2 separate regions of the Mus musculus genome follow, and region 2 is linked to region 1. Evidence: chromatin contacts called from public HiChIP or PLAC-seq data. All regions are on one chromosome and are shown on one strand. The core of a region is the stretch at or near the end of the contact, and the rest is flanking DNA. Distances in the headings are between cores, read along the strand shown. Region 1 holds the start of Bod1 (biorientation of chromosomes in cell division 1). Region 2 has its middle 16 kb from the start of Nsg2.

The links. HiChIP or PLAC-seq counts read pairs in DNA pulled down with a chosen protein or histone mark.
Region 2: a contact with region 1 is called in an H3K4me3 HiChIP or PLAC-seq map of embryonic stem cells, with 30 read pairs. The contact joins the enhancer-like site here to the promoter of Bod1 in region 1. A contact is called at or near these places in 17 of 39 promoter capture datasets (the C10 cell line, the HPC-7 cell line, cranial neural crest and 11 more), 1 of 15 datasets of contacts at CTCF or cohesin (the NIH/3T3 cell line), 7 of 484 Hi-C or Micro-C datasets (CD4 T cells, the N1E-115 cell line, Th1 cells and 4 more), 25 of 115 datasets of contacts at active chromatin or transcription factors (the SCID.adh cell line, bone marrow-derived macrophages, craniofacial prominence and 15 more) and 3 of 9 other capture datasets (embryonic stem cells, liver and macrophages).

The regions. Positions count from the first base shown.
Region 1 is chr11:31,666,349-31,673,365 of GRCm38.p6, reverse strand. Bod1 (biorientation of chromosomes in cell division 1) reads left to right here and starts at 1,504. Exons shown (of 4, transcript NM_001024919.1): 1 at 1,504-1,865; 2 at 3,998-4,122; 3 at 6,433-6,629. The coding sequence starts at 1,665. The coding sequence ends at 6,628.
Region 2 is chr11:31,980,858-31,987,286 of GRCm38.p6, reverse strand. No RefSeq gene overlaps it. Among named protein-coding and RNA genes, the nearest start is that of Nsg2, 16 kb to the left of the region's middle. Within about 2 kb of position 4,501, at least 13 of the 459 cell types and tissues checked have an H3K27ac peak or open chromatin away from gene starts, as enhancers often do. A contact at or near this core is called in the N1E-115 cell line, differentiating embryonic stem cells and embryonic stem cells, where this site is marked.

The DNA of each region.
Region 1 (7,017 bases), core at 255-2,754:
GGTAGTTAAACAGAGAAACCCTGTCTTGAAAAAAAAAATCAAATATGATCTCTCCTATAAAATATATAAAATTTGTGTTTAGAAGAAGAAATTAAGTTTTTTTTTCCTCCCTCACTTTGTAAGACCTGCAAATGTTAGAATCCCGTGGACATTTTTTATTTACACAAAGGAATTTGATGGCCTTTTCTCCTTGGTGCAGTGACCTCTTTCCCCTTCCTCCTCTACTTCTTATGCACAAATTCTTTTCAGATAACTGAGTAAGATTGTTATGTTGGACCCTAGCCAACTGAGAAAAGACAGGATTCACCTTCCTCAGAATAAAAACCAAATGCACTTCCTGTCTAGGTGTGTTCCCTCCCCTGCCCTTTCCTGCCCCAGCAAGCCTCTTGATCAAGTAAAGTTTGCCTCATCCAGACACTTAGCTGAAATGATGGTCTCTCTTAGCAATCCAAACTTTTTTTTCTAATAGGGGCAACAGTGGGGAATTCAGTGCAGACTTGTGGGTGTAAAAGCTAGGGTATTTTACTTGTTGTAAAATGACAGCTAGCTATCAGGACCGTGGATATGTTAGGTTAAACACTGGACCACAGCACCTACTATACTTCATCTAGGTATATATATGACCACGGTAATTATTTCTGTTCTTCTATTTCTGCATCTGCACAAAGAAATAGTAGTGCCAGCTTTCAGGTAGTTGTGAACGTATTTAAAGAGTGCAGCACTATTACATCTAATTCATTCTACTTACTGGATCTACTATTAGTAATGCTGACAATATTTAATGCTAAGGCGAAAATCCACACATGCAAAAAAGACTTAACAGCAGTTTTTATTTTCTTCTTGTTATTTTACGAGTTCGTAAAATGAATCTGCATTGCTATTAATCAGGCAGAAGGGTACAAACTTTTGAACAGAAGTTTGATTAGTAGGCAGGTTAGAGAGCTTGAGAGGGTATAGGCACTTGCCACTGAGCTGGAGGATACGTGTTCGATCCCACCACTTACATCACAGGAGAGACCAGTGTGTCCCAAGTAGTCCTCTGACCTCCACATATGTGCTGTCGCACGCTCCACCGCCCCTCCCTGCCACACAAAAAGTAAAAATTAATTTTGTCAAAACAATAAGATTAACCCATTGTTAACCAAATCTCCCAGATCACATTATTTAAGGGGATCGTGGGAATGGAGCGACTGTCAAAAGCACAGGCTGCCAGGCATAAATACAGAGCTGCTGAATCACAGTCGTTAAAGGATACACTCGTAATCTTTTAATCAGTTCTGCAGGTGACCCGGAGGTCTGATTTGGGAGGGCTGCCGTGACTGGGTAGGTTCTGAGCCTACAATGCCCAAGCTGTCCCGCAAACTAGCGCGAGCGAGCCAACAGCCTGCCGGGAGTTGTAGTTTCTAACGGCCAGACACGGGCTATAAGAACATAGGTGATGGCTCCAGGAAACCAACCGTCCCACAATGCAAAGGCCGTCGGTGACGCCATTAGACGAGCGCCGGCAGCGCGGCGAGCGGGGAGCGCCTTGGTCCCCGCCGCCTCCCACCCTGCCGCCTCCGTCGCCGCCGCCTCCGTGGGCCCCTCCGTGTCTGCGCAGCTCTGCCCGCGGCTCCCGGAGGAGCAGCGGAGCGCGGGGCCCGGCGCGGGCGCGGGGTGCGGCCATGGCGGACGGTGCGGGAGCAGGCGCGGCGGGCCAGGCTTCGGGACCGTCCGGGGGCTCGAGTGGGGCCGGCGGCCCTGTCAATCCCGCTTCGCTGCCTCCGGGAGACCCGCAGCTCATCGCTCTCATAGTGGAGCAGCTCAAGAGCCGTGGGCTGTTTGACAGCTTCCGCCGGGACTGCCTGGCCGACGTGGACACTAAGGTACCTGAGCCTCGGGGGACCAAGGGGGGCGGACCATCCAGTTGCTTTGACGTGCCAGAGCCCGGAGTAAAACAAAAGGCACCTCGAGAGCCTGGCAGGGACGCGCTGCTCGGGGCACTACCGGTATCTTCTGAGTGGTGCACACCCGACACCGGAGCCCTTACCAGCTGTGATTTTTAAATCAATCAATCAATCAATCTATCTATCTATCTATCTATCTATCTATCTATCTATCTATCTATCTATCTATCTATCTATCTATCTATCTATCTATCTATCTATCTATCTATCTATCTATCTATCTATCTATCTATCTATCTATCTATCTATCTTCTGAGTGGTGCACACCCGACACTGGAGCCCTTACCAGCTGTGATTTTTAAATCAATCAATCAATCAATCTATCTATCTATCTATCTATCTATCTATCTATCTATCTATCTATTCATTTATTTATTTATTTATAGTTCTTTCGCTTTTCTGAACTTGAGGATTCTTTAATGGCTGCACACGTATACCCACTCCATACCCAAGAAACTTGTGTTTTACAACCCATGGGAAAGGTAGAGTACTTTAGAAGCTCCACCCGTTCCCTTGTTCACCTGGGAGGTGATTTTTAGCACTGGCTGGATGGGACTGCACGTTAATAGTCCCTTTCCCCAGCTGAATCATTTGCAGACTTGTTTGAGGTCAAATTGGGATAAGCTGTCGAATCAGCACCTTCTTTTTTTCCATTTAACTAATTGAAATGGAGTTAATGGCTATGTTAGATCCAGTGCCAAAGGCCAGTCTACCGTTAAACAAAATGCTAATTCACCTCATTTGGAAACTTTGGAATGTGTGTCACGGGGCAGGTATATAGTAGCCAGAACATTTCCTTTCCCATTACAAAACTTGCTTGCCAAGATTAAGGTGTGGAGCTAGGAGCCTCTTTGCTGACTGAGAGGGCTCCCCAGGGTAGTGGTTGCTCCTCATGCTGTCAGGGCTGTGAGTCACCAAGCAAGCTGGTCTAGTAGGCCTTAGCTGGGGCTCAGCTGTCAGCTACAGGCTGCTGGGGCCTGTCCTACGGCTTTGATGTGCGGTAAGGTCTTCCCTACATAGACATGTCTTAGGCCACAATCTGCACAGGTAGGCCATCCTTCCTGCTTCCATGTTCTCGTAGAGCGACCAGAGCCATGCAGACACTGACATGCCATTCACCAAGGATCGGGTGAAGAGGTACTATCTGCCTCCAGTTGGAGAGAAGGTCAGGGGCTCAGAACATTCCTTGTACTCACGAGGTAGTTTCCTAGTCTTGTTCTTAAGCTCTGAGGAAGAGGATTTAGACTAAGTGCCTCAGGCTCCTTTGAGGGTCACAGCTTTCCTGGAAACGCTTCACAGAACTCCCTTGGTTGTAGCTGTAGGGACTCTTGCTGAGGCTTGGGTGGCTGTTTCATTTGGAGGGGCCTTTCCTTGGTATACTGCCATGAACAGTCACTGTGAGTCAAGCAGACAGGAGTGTTTGCATTTTAGGGATGGAAATTACTGACACTCAGAAATCAGGTGACTTGTAAGAAGTCAGTGCTCGGCCTCAAACCCTGTTCCTTCCAGAAGCAGCTTGCATCTGTCCTTGGCCACATGGAGATAGAGGGCACCTTTGTTTCCTCTTTTAAGCCTGAAAGTCTAATGTAAAAAAATGAGGGCAGCATAGTACTAATAGGGTTTCCGCTCGTGGAGTTTCTTTAGAAGTAGATTGGCTTAAGGGCTGGAGCAAGAGCTCAGAGGTTAGGACTGTTCTTCCAGAGGTCCTGAGTTCAATTTCCAGCAACCACATGGTAGCTCATAATGAGATCTGGTGCCCTCTTCTGGCCTGCAGGCATACACACACTCTATACTTAATACACATAATAAATAATTTTTTTTAAGTAGATTGACATATATAGGCAGTGCCCTGCACTGTGCCCAGCCACTACAAGACAGGCACCCTGCTGGCTGTTGCCTCATGGCCGCTGTACTGCAGGTGAACGCTGAGGTTGGGTGGGAGTGTGTTTAAAGGAGAAGATGTGTTTCTCTGAAAAGCAGTTTCCTGAATGGCTCAGTGCCAGGACATTGGCACACACACTAACACGGTCTCTTCTGAATGAATGTCTTAGCCAGCTTACCAGAACCTAAGGCAGAAGGTGGATAATTTCGTGTCAACACATCTGGACAAACAGGAATGGAATCCTGCAATGAACAAGAACCAGTTGCGAAATGGGCTGAGGCAGAGCGTGGTTCAGTAAGTAGAGAAAAGGTGGAGGCCCCAGCGTGAATGCTACACAGGCTGACCACAAGTTCATGGGGGTCTTGGTCTGTGGTACTTTGTAGCCATCTTGCTGTCTTGTGCATCACGGAGATGGTGAACAGAGCCCTGGAGTGCTGGCTGCTCACTCTGGGTCATTCCTAGCTGTGTGCATTTGGTGGTGGCTCTGGAAGGCCTTCCAGATTGCCAGGCTTGCTCTTCATTCTTTGAAGCTTTCAGTGTAATCTGAATACAAGTGTGAGTTTTATACCAAGATAGCAGTGTTAGGGTGTGGAAAGTAAGTTCTGTATGTTCTGTGACCATGGCTGCTAAAGTGTGGTGACAGTTCACAGGAAGATGTCCTGTAAAATGTTGTCCTTTATAGAAACAAACTGAACTTTTGTTAGAAGGTCCTGTAGAGCACTCACATGAGTGACCTCATTGTTACTGGTACAGTGGAGTGGGTCATGGGTTTCAAGGTAAATTTCTTTCTGCTCTTTCAGGATCCATTTTGGCTTAGGGCTTTTGTTTGGCACTTTTTTTTTTTTTTTTTTTTTTTTTCGAGACAGGGTTTCTCTGTATAGTCCTGGCTATCCTGGAACTCACTTTGTAGACCAGGCTGGCCTTGAACTCAGAAATCTGCCTGCCTCTGCCTCCTGAGTGCTGGGATTAAAGCTGTGTGCCACCACGCCTGGCTTGTTTGGCACTTCTTAATCCACTAAATTGTTGAATAAAAGCTTATGAAGCAGGACTCTGAAAATAGAAACATCGGGGAATTGTGAGAAAAGCAAATCTTAGAAGACTGATATGACTGCATTTGCTGATAGTGCAGAGATTCGTGAAGGCGTGGCTGCCAAAGACGTGTAGGCAGTTGGACTGGGAGAGCCAAAGCACAGGCTCTTAGTTATGCTGGTGCAGATCTAAGAAACGCATGCAGTAATGCTGTGCTGTATCCCCCAGAGGCCTTTATGTTAGAGGTTGGTCCCCAGTGTTGTTAAGGTGGGAGCTGGCAGAAGAGGTTCAGCTCATGGGGCCTTCTCCCCTGTGGCACTGAATTAGTTCTTTGAGAATCAGTTGTTGAGTTTAGCCAAGTGTGATGCCATGCTCCTGTCATCCCAGCACTCAGAGGTTGAGGCAGGAAGAATGTTAGGAGAACCAGGCAGGTTTGGTTATGTAGTGAGTTCCAGACCAGCCTCAGCTATACAGTGGGACCTTCCTAGAGAAGGAAAGAAAATAAAAAATGGGTGAATTCAGCTGATTTTCTCACTAGGCAGTGCGACTTGGCATGCATGTGATCACCATCATGCTGTAACACAGATAGGGACTTGAGCAGACTGTGCTGTGCTGTGCTGCTAACACTTTCTAGCCACTGGCATCATGAGCCAGGTACACCTCTTTACATTTCCCAGCCTCGGCTACTTTGTTACAGCAACACAAAGAAAGGCTGGGTTAATGCAGGTAATGTACTGCAGTCTGGATACTGGTACCATCTTCCTAGCTTTGATACTGTAGTGTGTCATGCAAGGTGCTAACACCAGAGGTGTAAGAATAGAATGTATGAGCCTCTTTATATATTTCCTTGAAACTTTTGACTATGCAGTGATTTTTGAAACTTAAAAGACTTTAAAAATAGAAAAGGATTTTTGTTGACAATCTAGTACTTGTGTGGCTCATGGCCACTGAAATTGGAGTGTTGTAAATAAAGATGATTACACCCATATAAAGTCCTGTGTGTCAGGAGAGGATGGCATCTAAAGGTTCCCATGCTGTCTTTTGGTCTGTGTGGTATTGCTCCCTTTCTCGGGCTGAGCTCTGGTGGCTCAGAAGCCATCCTTTACTGAGTAGCTACACACTGTGTGTCTAATCTTTATGCTTCTTACCAGTTGTCACAAATCTCTGTTGTCTGGGCTGTGTTGGATGTTTGCATTGCTGCAGGAAACCATTTCTGTTCTTGCTGCTAAGTATAAATGCTGAAGAAAATGACGACAAAACAAGGCTTTGCTGCCTTTAACATTATGACTGCAGTTTTCACTCCATACCTGAGGCCAGGCTCGCTTTTGCCGTGTGTCACATGTATTGGCCTTTGAGGCAGCCTGCTCTGATTTGTCTCATTCCTTTGTACAAAGTTGGGGCTGCATTAGGGATGGTAGGTAGCAGTCGGCTCTGAATCCCTTCAGATGAAAAGCCAGTAGCTTAAACTCTGGGGAAAATGGATGTTTACTGGGCTCTCGAATGACACTTGGGACATATTGGTCCAAAGGAGAACTCTCGAGAACTAAATAACAGTGGTTTGTTTTATCTCCACAGGTCAGGTATGTTGGAAGCAGGAGTGGACAGGATCATTTCCCAAGTGGTAGACCCCAAACTAAACCACATCTTCAGGCCACAGATAGAGAGAGCAATCCATGAGTTCCTGGCTGCCCAGAAAAAAGAAGCTGTGCCGGCCCCGCCTCCAGAACCTGAAAGCCAGGACCCTCCAGCACCATCCCAGGATGCTTCCTAAGGTCTGCTACACCCTCTGTCCTCCCTGCCTGGTTGATGTGTGAAATGGTTAGAAAAGGGCTAAGCTGTGATTAGAAGTCATGCATCACACCTATTCAGAAGAGTGGCTGTCCCACGGAACTCAGCACTCACACGCTCCCAAGTGTCCTCTGTACCAGCAGAGCCAAGCATCCAAGTCAACAGAGAACCTCACGGTTCCTCATCAGAAACCACTGTGGCGGGTTTACACAGGGGACTCATGTGGAGGTCATCCTCTCTGAAATTGCTTACACGGAGCTCTGATAATGGTTGACATTTGCAGTTTTCACATGAAGTCAAGCATCATTTCCAAGGGTGGTTTCTCAGTTACCATGCAGCTCTGTTCCCTTTGTCTCAGGTTTAGGATTTAAT
Region 2 (6,429 bases), core at 3,252-5,751, 310 kb before region 1:
GTCTGAGGGACACACACACACACACACACACATAACAGAAAACATGTGTATGTAAGTAAATGTAGTGGGTTGGCCCGATACTGTTTGTATTCTGATGTTAATAGTGCTTCCTCAAGAGGGGTTGCCCCCAAGGAGCAGACCATTATCAGGTGATGTCATGTGAACCTTCTCCCCATCTTAACTCGTCAATAAAGGCTAGAGCCTGTGATTGGGCAGTGTAGGGAAAAGGCGGGCCTGGAGGCTTGAGAGTGGGGGGCAGGTAGGAGGAGAGGAAGACTATATAGAAAAGAGAGGAAGAGAAGCCACGGTGGACCAGAACCGCATGGCAAGTCTTATAGCTGGGGAATAAGTTAGTATAGCGTTAAATCTGCCCAAACTAGGCAAGTAGCTCAGAAGTATAATATCTAGATTGCATGATTGGTTTGTTGTTGTTGTTGTTGCTGTTTGTTTGTTTTGTTTTTTTCAAGACAGGGTTTCTCTGTGTAGCCCTGGCTGTCCTGGAACTCACTTTGTAGACCAGGCTGGCCTCGAACTCAGAAATCTGCCTGCCTCTACCTCCCGAGTGCTGGGATTAAAGGCGTGCTCCATCATGCCCGGTGATTGTGTGATTTTTATACGGGCTTATTAGGGTTGGACATTCCAACAACAGTAAAAATAAAAATGAAAAAATTGTTTTAAAAAAAATTAAAGGAAACAAAGCCCAAGTATGAAGGGCTGAAAAGAGCAAATAGAAACCCATGGCAGTGTGGGTTTGAAATGAAACTTCAGACAAAGAAATTAAAACCAAACAAACTAAATAAGACCACTAGGTCACTTTTCATCCATAAAAACCAAGGCCTTGAGAAGGTAGGGCGGGCGCTGGGAGAGCACAGCATCACAATAGCTTCCGTGCAAGGACTTTCAGCGCATTGGTGAGGCTGGAAAGCATGCCTTCTTCATCCTGACAGGGACACTGGTTTAAATAATGTAAGTAACAGACACGATTTATATATAAGTTGATAGCAGGTACGACTTTGCCTCAAATTCAGAGAACATCAATAGGAATAGTTCATATGTGAAGTTACAAAGAATTAATATATTCCACAATGCATAAAATATACAGAAAACTCTTCTTGCAGATTATATGCATTGTAGTTAACAATAAAGTCTAATAATTTAGTAATTAACATTTTATAAAATATAGAAACATATAAAATACTTCAAAAGTGAAAAGGTAACAATATTCAGAGGCAAAGTGAAATCATTAATTCTGGTGCAAAGGAAACAAAAATGAAGGAGTTATTTGTTGCAAGAGATTAAAAAGAGAATAGCAATCACAACAAATCTGAGGAAATCACGAAGATGAAAACACATTTTAAATTAATAAAATTAATACGTTATAATCTTAAAACCAAACTTAATGCAGTCCAATGACAAGGTGGGAATCAGTTTTTAAAAAGTGACTCTGTAGTAAATGGATATTAATGATGAAAATGAACCTCTGCCTGATGTACAAAATTCCAGGTGGGTAGGAGATGTGCATAGCATGTTAGCGCTCCATTGCTGGGACAAAATGCAAGGGGAAATCACCATTAAGCAGGGGGAGTTATCTATCTTCTGGCTTGTGATTTCAGTCTCCGGTCATTCGGAACCACATTTCCCTGGGCCACTGTGGGGCCAACCATTGTAGCGGGACATGTTGGCCCAACGCCACTCGCCAAACTCAATGGAAGATCTGGTTATTAAAATGCTAACCTAGAGGAGGAGGTGGTAGACTGTGACCCCACACTGAGGCTAGAACACTGCAAGTCTGAGGCCAGCCTGGGCTACATAGTGTGGTTTTGTCATTTAGTGCTTACAAGAGGAAATGTTTTGTACTTTGAGGTGTTGTTGGGAGCACTTTCTATGTTTCAGCTCATCTAGTCCTTTCAATGACTAATTGAAATGGTAAATGTTAGCCATGTGTTCAATTTACAAAGAGGAGATTTAGATACAAAGAGATTAAACAACTTATCCAAGCACATAAACATAGTGCAGTAAATATCTGAGCCCAGGTAGTCAGTAAAAAAGACACAGAGTGGGGATGGGTGGTGGAGGGATGGAAGTGATCAGAATGTGTTATGTTCATGTATGAAATTAAATAAGTTAATAAAAAGCAAAAAAAAAAGCATCTTTATTATCCTAAAGAATCAGAGACTTGATCTCTTTAGTGCTGAGGAAGGACCCTGATGGTCTCAACAAGAGCCTAGGGCCTACTGACAAAGGGACAGTGGCAACCCTCACTGAAGCCACGTGGTGGAAACAGGAAATGGATCACGTGGAAGGAAGGAGAAGGAAAAGAGTCCTGAGCACTTGCAGGGGACCCACAAGGCAGCTCACAACCATCTACTCTTCTGGCCTCCTCAGGCACCAGGCACACATGTGGTGCACCAATATAGATGTAGACAAGACCTCCAAACTCATTTCAAAAACAACAAAAACTAAAATAAGTAAATGAATGATCTGGTTTGTTTTCTTTCATTCATTCATTCGTTCAATCATTCACTCATTCATTCCAGCTCCAGCAAGCAGCAGAACTTGGCAGCTCTGGTCACATGGTCTGGATAGTGTGAAGGCTACAGGAGAAGTAAAGGTGTTTTGGAATCTTTTTTGCTGTTAAGGAAAGCTGCCGAGGTCAGGCTTTTGGCAGGAGTCACTGCATGGAGGCCTAGAGAGGCCATTAAGTGAAGCTGTAAAGGGAAGCCTGGTGGTCTTGGAGATCCTGAGATACTAGAGATGCCAGAATCATGAGATATCTTCCAAGGAGAGCTGGAGTCAGGAGTGGAACCAACCCAAGAGAGAGAAGTATGTGGTAGTCAACAAAGCTGAAAGGAGATCTGAAGAGCGCTTTGTTACCAGACATGGAAATGCCAAGTTTGGATTTCTGTCTTGCTTTGGTCCAGTATTTCCTCATTATGCTCCCCCTTGCCTCCCTTTTGGAATGGTAATGTATATCCTGTGCCATGGAATGTTGGAAGTCTGTGATCTGCTTTTTGACTTTTATTTTACATGGTGTTAAGAGATTGCCTTGAGTCTCGGAAGAGGCTTTGGACTTTTAAACAGTCTTAAGACTGAAAGATTGTGGGGACTTGAAGTTGGACTGAATGCATTTTTCATTATTATATGGTTACAAGCATATGGGAGTCAGGGAGTTGCCTTGGTCATTGTATCTTAATGACAACAGAACAGTAACTAAGACACTAGTCTATTTCTGTCATATATGCCATGGCCAAAGTTTTTAGTTTTCATGTTCTGAACAGGGACTGGGAAAGGTATATCTACTTTTCTTCACTGGAAACACGGTGCATTCTGGCAAAAGTCAAGAATATGCAACAACATCATCATCATCACATCTTCTAGAGCCTCTGACTTTCCCAACTGGGGCCTAGACTTGGCACAGCAGAGCCAGCTCCACACTAGTATATATTGTTGAATTGTATACTTCCAACCATTATACCACCAATAATGACTGGTATTGATAGAGAATCGAGGGAAAGGAAGAAAGGTGGCTAGGGAAAGTCTTAGACATTTTTTGGTTCAATTGTAAACATTTTTTAAGCAAAGGAAGTGGGCAGCCTTTGAGGCCCAGCTCCCTAAAGTGTGCCTGTCTCAATATCTTTGTGATAACTTAGTCACTGAAAGGAACTGTTGGAAAAAATGGCCTCACAGGCATGCCTCACAGTGTAGCCATTGATCATCTCATTATGTCCTTTTGGGATGAAATGTGAAAAGCTATTTCCACAGCTCCAGTAGATACATGGCCAAGTTAGAAACTTCTGTCTCCACAGCAGCTCTCCTGCCTTATCTCCTGGAGTAACAGACTGCTCTAATGCAGTGTCTCTCCACCCCCAGACCTCCACTATCTAATCTCAAAAGTATTATTTCACCATTGTATAAGCTAGCACACAGATTCTGAGATGAGTACAGACTTTCCCAAAGCACTGATCTTTTCTTCAGGGTACATCAGACATGAAAATATCCTGACTTTTAACTAGTTCCTATGCTGAAAAAAATCTGTTATTTTTCCTCATGACTGAAGACACACCTTAAACCATTTGGGTATCTGAGAATACATGGTTGGATAATTATTTGTTTGGGGGCTGTTTCTTTTCTATTCTGTAATTGCCAAAACTTTTCATTGAAACCATAGGATCTCTCCTCTCCCTATAGTGCACACTTAGGCATATAACATCTCTGGAGAACACAAAACAAATATTGAAAATATAATCATAGGTCATATTACACCACTTTGGTCATATGCCATACAGCAGGGATGCCATGGCAATCTACCACAATGCATTGCTCATCTGTTCGTGGTAGTGCTGGGCAAGTTTGTTGTACCACCAGTTGTAGCCTCCTACAAGCCTGAAGCAGGCTGAGCCAGAACTTGACCTTGCTGCCACTAAGGAGATTATCTAGGGTGGAGCCTTCCTCCCTAGATCTCTCTATTGTTCAGCCACTATCGCTGTTCCTGCTGTTCCTCTTCAAGATACTGCTACCTGCGGAGAGCCCTCCCCCACCCCTCCAGAGCTATTCCGGAGGCTACACCCTATCTTGCACGTCATCACCTGCAGCTGGTTCTGGGCTCCAAGGATGAACTGGCGGGAATGGACTTCCCCCCCCCTTTTATAAAGCATGTCCGCCATTAAACATTTGAACCTTGAGCAGACTAGTTGTCTTGGTTCCATTATTTCTTAACCCACCTAGGCTCCCTCTTTTCTTTCAGTTCCAAGATGCCTTCCAGGCTTGAACCCAGACATGAGAGCCGCAGGCCAGCCCCAACAATTTGGTGAACCAACGCGGAACCTGGGGAAGGCAGAGGACATTTGGAAGAAGCACTGCTGGTTTGGAGCTCCATGGAAGAAGAAAAGAATTAAAGAAAATTCGTATTGGTATAGGTTAAGCTAGATCAGCGCTAAACCGGAACACTGGGTTCACTTAGGTTCAGCAGTGAGTTATCGGGAACTAGGAACTCAACAGGCAGGCAGTTAGCTGCAGCTTCCAGAAGCTTTTTTAGGTGAGAGAAATAAAAGGGTTTAATAAAAGGTATTTAATAATCAGGCGAATGGCTGCAGTTGGAAACTTTATCAGGTGGGAGGAAAGTAGATTTTGAAACTCTCCCAAGGACAGAGAGACAATCGGGGAATCCCCTCTTGTGTGTGTGCCAGTGTCTTTGTTCTGAGTGTCTGTCTTATGTTTCCTGAAACAAACATGTGCTCCTTGTGTTGGTTTGTTGTCTGTGTCTCGTCCCTTGTCTCTGAAGCATGGCGCAGTCTGAGTTTGGATCTGTCTGAGTTTGGTTTCTCTGGTGTTTATAGACTATGGGGTTTTCTGGAACGTGCGCTTGGTATTTGCAGCTGTCCCTTCAGGCTGTAAGGACCGGAGGACTGTGGTCAGCAGATGTGCTAGGAAGACCTCCATCTCATCAGGGGATGCCCTGGGGAGTGGGGAGAGCCACAGACGTCTGGCAGTCTCCGGAGATCGGTCAGAGGGACCAAGTTTTGTTTATGAAATGGAAGTTTACCCTTCTAATTCTTTTGCCTGCTCGTGGAGGATGAAAAGGGTTGCATGTGTCTGGATCTGTTGGTTTCTGTTTTGTGCGTTTTGTGTATGTGTTTAGAGCTTTGTGAAAATTTAGAGAAGTGCTAGTGTGACTGGAAAAGCCCTGCTGGGAGCTGATTGCAAACGCAGCTCCTAAAGGGTCAGGCAGCCTTTTGCTTGTAACAGAAAGTTAGCTTAAAATTGGTAACTCAGAGTTAGAGTCATTCTAAACAACATGTGGCAGGAGCGAACCCAGGAAAACAAGTCTTTAAAGATACTTCAAAATAGGGATAAGCTTTGGGCCAGGACTCTGGCAGAGTGCTCAGATTGAGAAATGTTTGCGCTTGGGTAGATGCAGAGCTCAGCTTAGAGCAGCCTTAGTAAGGTTTGTGTGGCATTTCTTTCGTTTTGCAAACCTTGACTGGGGAAGTTCCTGGGACCTCACCTCTCCCTGCCTTCAGGGAAGATTCCTTAAGATTCAGAGGCAATATCTTTTAATACTTAGGTTTTTAGCTATACTAGAAAATCACGGTCCTGAAAATCTAAGAAAGAGAAATTGATTTGCTTCAAAATTTTATTTTCAAAAGCTTCCAGGAGATGTTAATTGGCTAAGACCTCACCTTAAACTCACCACAGGAGAACTTAAGCCTTTGTCAGGTGCTATTAAGTGAGACACAAATTAACTGGTAAAGAACAAAAGGACTTGCAGAAATTAAAGAAAGCTTTTATAGTTGTTATCAATAATAATCAATGGTAATTAAATATTAGCTGCCTATTTTAGCTATTGGTTATTAAATGTGCCAACAACAATTCCTTGGCTAGAGAAAATATTGTTGTAAAATCATCCTTCTTCACCTCAAAGTAAAGTTT